Regions from separate parts of the Drosophila melanogaster genome. Here region 1 is linked to region 2. Evidence: chromatin contacts called from public Hi-C data. All regions are on one chromosome and are shown on one strand. The core of a region is the stretch at or near the end of the contact, and the rest is flanking DNA. Distances in the headings are between cores, read along the strand shown. Region 1 holds the start of Mondo (mondo,). Region 2 holds the start of l(2)k14505 (lethal (2) k14505).

The links. A called contact is a pair of places that touch in the nucleus more often than the background predicts.
Region 1: a contact with region 2 is called in a Hi-C map of the Kc167 cell line, with 2.4 times the contacts expected there. A contact is called at or near these places in 83 of 107 Hi-C or Micro-C datasets (the Clone 8 cell line, the D17-c3 cell line, the Kc167 cell line and 28 more) and 5 of 7 datasets of targeted methods (the Kc167 cell line and the S2 cell line).

What each region holds. Positions count from the first base shown.
Region 1 is chr2L:21,308,717-21,311,416 of dm6, reverse strand. Mondo (mondo,) reads left to right here and starts at 1,367. Exons shown (of 12, transcript NM_165367.2): 1 at 1,367-1,478; 2 at 2,479-2,700. The coding sequence starts at 2,630. It overlaps crc (cryptocephal), which reads right to left and starts at 551. Exons shown (of 5, transcript NM_080158.3): 1 at 385-551.
Region 2 is chr2L:21,259,828-21,262,559 of dm6, reverse strand. It overlaps l(2)k14505 (lethal (2) k14505), which reads right to left and starts at 1,392. Exons shown (of 4, transcript NM_001273739.1): 1 at 1,226-1,392; 2 at 841-1,148; 3 at 603-783; 4 at 149-547. The coding sequence starts at 1,325. The coding sequence ends at 297.

The DNA of each region.
Region 1 (2,700 bases), core at 118-2,617, 49 kb before region 2:
ATTATGTTTTAACATTTTAGGTAAATATAGAATGCAAGGGTAGAGCTGCAATCGCGCAGCCGGTTTAAACAGCTCTGTCCTGGGCTGTGTCCGCTTGGGGTAGTCCTTACTGTGGTGAGTCATCTCATTTTCGCACGTGCAGGCGACTTGCAACGCACATTACTCAACTCCAGTCGGCGATTGCGTCAGCCAATTTCTTTACCTTTACCAGGTGGCATGCCCCACTGAGTTTTGATTTGCCACGTTCGCCCGGTCAATTGAAAATCCATACAAGGCAATGCCACCAACACACGTGCAGCAACAATGAATGAGTAGAACGCCAAGTGCGGCAGTGTGCGTGATAAATTGCGAAATTAGCGAGAATTTAGCTTGGTGTATACTCACTTTTGATTTTTATACGTTTCCATTTTGTTGTGTTTGGGCACCTAGGTGCTGCTTGTTTTTGCTTGCGCGCAAACTATAGAGCCATCTTTAGGTTAATATAAATGCCGAAATCGTGAGAGAAAATAACAATTGAACCTTTTTGCGTTTCATTTGGAACGGTAATGAGTGTTGGAATCAGTGTTACCAGATCGGGAAATGCCTTGCTACTTTCTACTAAATAATCCCACCCCTTTTTCTCACAAATCTAAAGCGCACAAAATCATTCGTAAAGTATTATTAAATGACTATATAAAAATTTTGAACTGAACAGCAATTTCATTAAGAACCTTCTAACAGTACAAATGAAAAAATTCTCTGAAAGTATAATGTCTAATATAAGCCCGAGAAAGGTATTTAAGCAAAAGAACATGGGAGTGCGAAATCCTCTAGTCTGCTGATAAAGAATTAGGCAGTTACACTACTTTGTAACAAGGTGTGCAGTTTGAATACTTATTATTAAATTTTAACCGGAACTAATTCAATGTTTATCGATAGTTTTTTGATGTGTGATCACTAATTTTATTCTGGGTATTCTATTCTCTAACTTAAACAATATAGTGAACATAAAGGGAAAATATCCATTTTACATAATTTTTCCTAATTACTTAAGCACAACAATGTTTAAAAAACACATTACATTTGAGTATAATATATGTATATATTCTAGTTTTTCCTATTAGTCTCAACGCATTAACTTTTTATTGATGCGGTTTCAAGGTGCTGTCGGAAAAAGATATAATAGCAATTCCATAAAACTGGAAACTAATTACGGGAAATAGCCGTCCTAAATTCATTGTATTGCAATTTCGGAGCAGGAAACATATGACCTCGTATGCTGCCCTTCCCAATCTTTACGTTTGGGGTGATTATGCTCATTCTTGCGTTTTTCGGCTCGCAGCTTTCAGCCATTTTTAGGAAGAGGGTGCTGTTTATCAGAGCCACCAAATGCTTGACAACCCTGATGGGATGGTGAGGGCTCGCTACCCGCAATAGGTTAATGTGTGCTATATTGTGATTAAACTACGTAGAAGCTTTGTGTTGCGCGTGTGTGCGTGGTATTGGTAGTCCGTCGTGCCTGCTAACTGCCCGTGTTTCTGCTATAGGGGGCAGTTGCAGTTGTACCGAAATTGTGGTGCGCGTGCATGCGCGTGTATATGAGTGGGAACGGAAAAAGGCAAAATGCAAAGGCAGCGCTGAGCCAGAGGTCAAAAGTGCAAACACAGAACTGCTTGTGGAGTGCATACTCTGGATGGCAAGGCCGAATGCCAGGAGTCAAATCGACTGAGCTCCATATAGTAATAGTGGAGAGGGGGACAACATTGCTGCCTGACATCTGCGCATATAGAAGAACACGTACATACATACATATACATATGTATGTACGTTTTCCTAGCTGATAAGCAACGCTAGCGAGGTAGGGAGAGAGAGAGATTTCGCGTCAGCTGTTCATTGTTGTGTTGTGTGCGGCGCACAGGTTATGTGCGTTTCGCAGCTTCGTTCTCCGATCAGTTCTGTTTGTGGAATGAAACCGATCGTTCTGCGCTGGTTCTGCCCGCCTTGTTGGCCTTCCATCAGATCCGCGTGTGTTTACGAGTAGTTGGGGCTTCACTATCTGTTCAAGGAGCTACAAGCGGCCACTGACGTCTCGTTCTGACGTCCGTATCCCCAGCCAACCCCGCCGCGATTGTGTGTGTGTGTGTGTGTGCGAAAATTGTTGTTATTGTGCTGTGTGACGCATATAACGGCAAAAGCGGGGCGTGTTTGCCATTAGAGAAGCTTCGCTCCGGAAAAAGCAACAATTGGACAGGTGTCGATGACGAAAAGCTGAAGGTGTCGGGCATTGTAAACAAATCAAAATCTTAAAACCGTGCTATGTCTCTATCAAATAATCGCTTATTTTAGTAATTTAGTTAATAGAATGACAAGGACAAACACTAGATGAGAGAATTAATAAATGTGTTAACCACGAGGCAAGACAAAACATATTTTTTTTTATAGTCTGCGAACGTTTACATATTTTGAAATGATGGAAAAACCCCATCCAAATTAAAAAAGGGTCAGCACCAGCTTTTAAAAGCCTTTACTACGCGAGAGACATTAAAAAACCATTAAATGTGCCCTCGCCATATCGACATAATCTGCAACCGCCAAAATTTTGGCTCAACAGTAAACTATTTGCATAGGCATCCCCTGGCACCTGTTGAAAATGATGCTGAATAAACACGAGGGATACCAACGCACAAGCCAAATGTTTCCCCACCAGCAGCACCAGCTGCC
Region 2 (2,732 bases), core at 143-2,642:
TACTAATTAAAATCAGAACTAAAATTCAGTTGTGTTATAAGAGACGTCAAAAGAGTATGTTACTTTCGTGCTTAAAGAAAGTATGAAAAAATGATAATATAAACCGTATTATTACAACAAAAAAAAACCGGTAAGAGCTAAAAAAAAAGGGAGGATGACCTGACCTTGATAAGTTTCAAACTAGGCACGATTTATATACATCTATTATTATGTCCTAGGTCCTAGGAGACCTACATACGTGCTACCATAACCCTGTGGTAGTCAGCTCATATGTATGTTGAACAGGTATTTTAATTTTAAAGAATTATCTTTTGCTTAACAAGGTTTTCCGAACAGTTAAGGTGTACGAAGAGCACGGCAGCCGCCAGGCGTGCTTGCAACTCCTGTTGGCTTAAATCATGTGCCCACTCCACGCGACCCCAGAACTTAAGTTGGTATTCTTCCTCTAGACGCGCCAGGGCCACAGCCTTCTCCACGGTAAGCATCTGCTCGATGACGGCGCAGGCAAGGACAATCGACTTTAAGGTGTCCACAGCGAAAATGAAGCCTGGAGGAAAATATATTTAATAGACGTTGAACTCCAGACTTATGGTCTGCATTACCATGCAGAGTTTCCAAACTGTAGGACTGAAAATGCTTTGCGACATTCATTTTATCCTGCTCGCTGACCTGAGGCGGCGTTATGTTCATGGTCTTCTGCAGGTTTGTGTCGTAGCGCTGGTTGAACCAGGCGATCACCGGGTCCCATTCATTCACCTGAAGGTCCTGCAGGTCCTTTTCGTCCTGCAAAAGATATATGTCTGTGGAATGTGCACTCTAATTCTCAGTTGATTCACTCACATCGTACTGGAAGAGCACCGTGTCTGTGGCGATGAAGTTGAGAAGGTAGTTGACCATGTCCAACTTGGAGAGGTGATTGGGATTGTCAATGGCCGTGAAGCAGAGCGCGGATAAGTGCATGCGGGAACGCTCGATGTTTTCCTTCTGAGCGTCGAACTCAGTGGCTACAGCAATGGCCAGGGGTTCGCTGCGGACGATGAAGGGTGTGCCCTTGGGCGTTTTCAGTTTCCGGTGATCCAACACCACTTCATAGCCGCTGTCGCCGCTCAGTACGGAAGTCTTCTTGTAGAATCGCTTGGGAGGAGAGGCTGCAGGAGAAGAACCGCCGATCGCGGGATGTTATGAAATGGCAACACACGTTTTTATTCTGGCTATCGCGGCTTACCATAGTGGCGCACAGTGAAACTGCTAGCGGCTCCTTTGCACTGGCTGAAATTGGTCAACCGGAGAGCTCGGATGGCGCTAACTACATACTTTCCGTTCATTTTTAGAGTTTGTCTGCCTGTCTACTTGTCTTCAGCTGTTTAACAGCAGAGTTGAGTTTTCAGTGTGGCTGTAGTACTTTTTCCACAAATCTCAATAAATCAGTCGTAGGTACTGTTTACCTTTCTGTGCTACTCCACTGCCTTCATAAGGACATCGAGGGTATTCCCTTAGAGGAATTAATCGCCATTTATAGCTTCTAGTCGAGTAAGCTTTTAACACTTGGGTCTCTTTTAGCGACTGCAGATGTCACTATGCGCACTAATTGCATGTGCGGTATTTTTAAAAAACTTGTTTGTTTTTATTAATTTCTGACTATTGGATATGACCATTGTATATGTTTGGCCTCATCATATTTTTGGCACATCGATACAATGTGCAAGACAAATGATAAAATCAAAACCTTTTCCAAAACTGTAGCAGTGACAGTTGTGGGCGTTAGTATGATTGAGGCAACGTTCTGAAATAAGCTTGCAACGCTGAAACTTTAGCAACATATTCTAAGATAGTGGTGGCTCTTTCTAACCATCTAAACACATTCCTTTATAAGAATTTTATTTAAAAATATGAATCCTTATTTTTGGGCAAACAAATGTTCTAAAGTTGTAACATACAAATTTTCAAATGGATTAATTCGTACCATTATAAAGTATGTATATATATTATTACTAAATTATTCTGTACTACTAATGTGGGATGTATAGATTACACATACTAGTTTTGTTGTAACTTTCGGTTGCTACTTTAAATTAGAAAAAATCTGTATCCACCATTAAATTATAAACTCATGTCTTTATATAAGCAATACAATAAAATAAATTAATTTGTAACCAATGAATAACTAACAACATATACATACATATATATATATATATCGGGTAACCGTTCAGTCTATAAATTTCAGGACCTGTTGCAAGCACTCATTTATCAATCATTCTATCCCAAACATAGTTACTGTTACATTTTTTGTGTTGTTCAATGTTTTGATTAAAAGCAGATATGGAGCGTGCCTACATAAACATCGAGAAAAACGAGGATAATAATCAAACTTTTGAAAAATGTTTTGATATTTATTCATATTTTTATTAGTCTTAAAAATTTCTGTCGATTTGCCAAACAACTTTTTGACCCGCCCATTCTATAGCCCTAAAACCGCAAAAAACTGCCACGCTGTTTGATAAAAATTGATCAAAAATGGCAAAATATTGATTAAAAACAAGAGAGAATGCTATAGTCGACTTCCCTGACTAGCAACCTTCTAGCTTTTATCGTTCCTGAGATCTTGACGTTCATACGGACAGACGGACATACCTAGATCGACTCGGCCATTGATCCTGATCGAGAATATACTTTACATTGTCGGAAACGCTTCCTTCTGCCTGTTATATACTTAACAAGGAATCTAATAT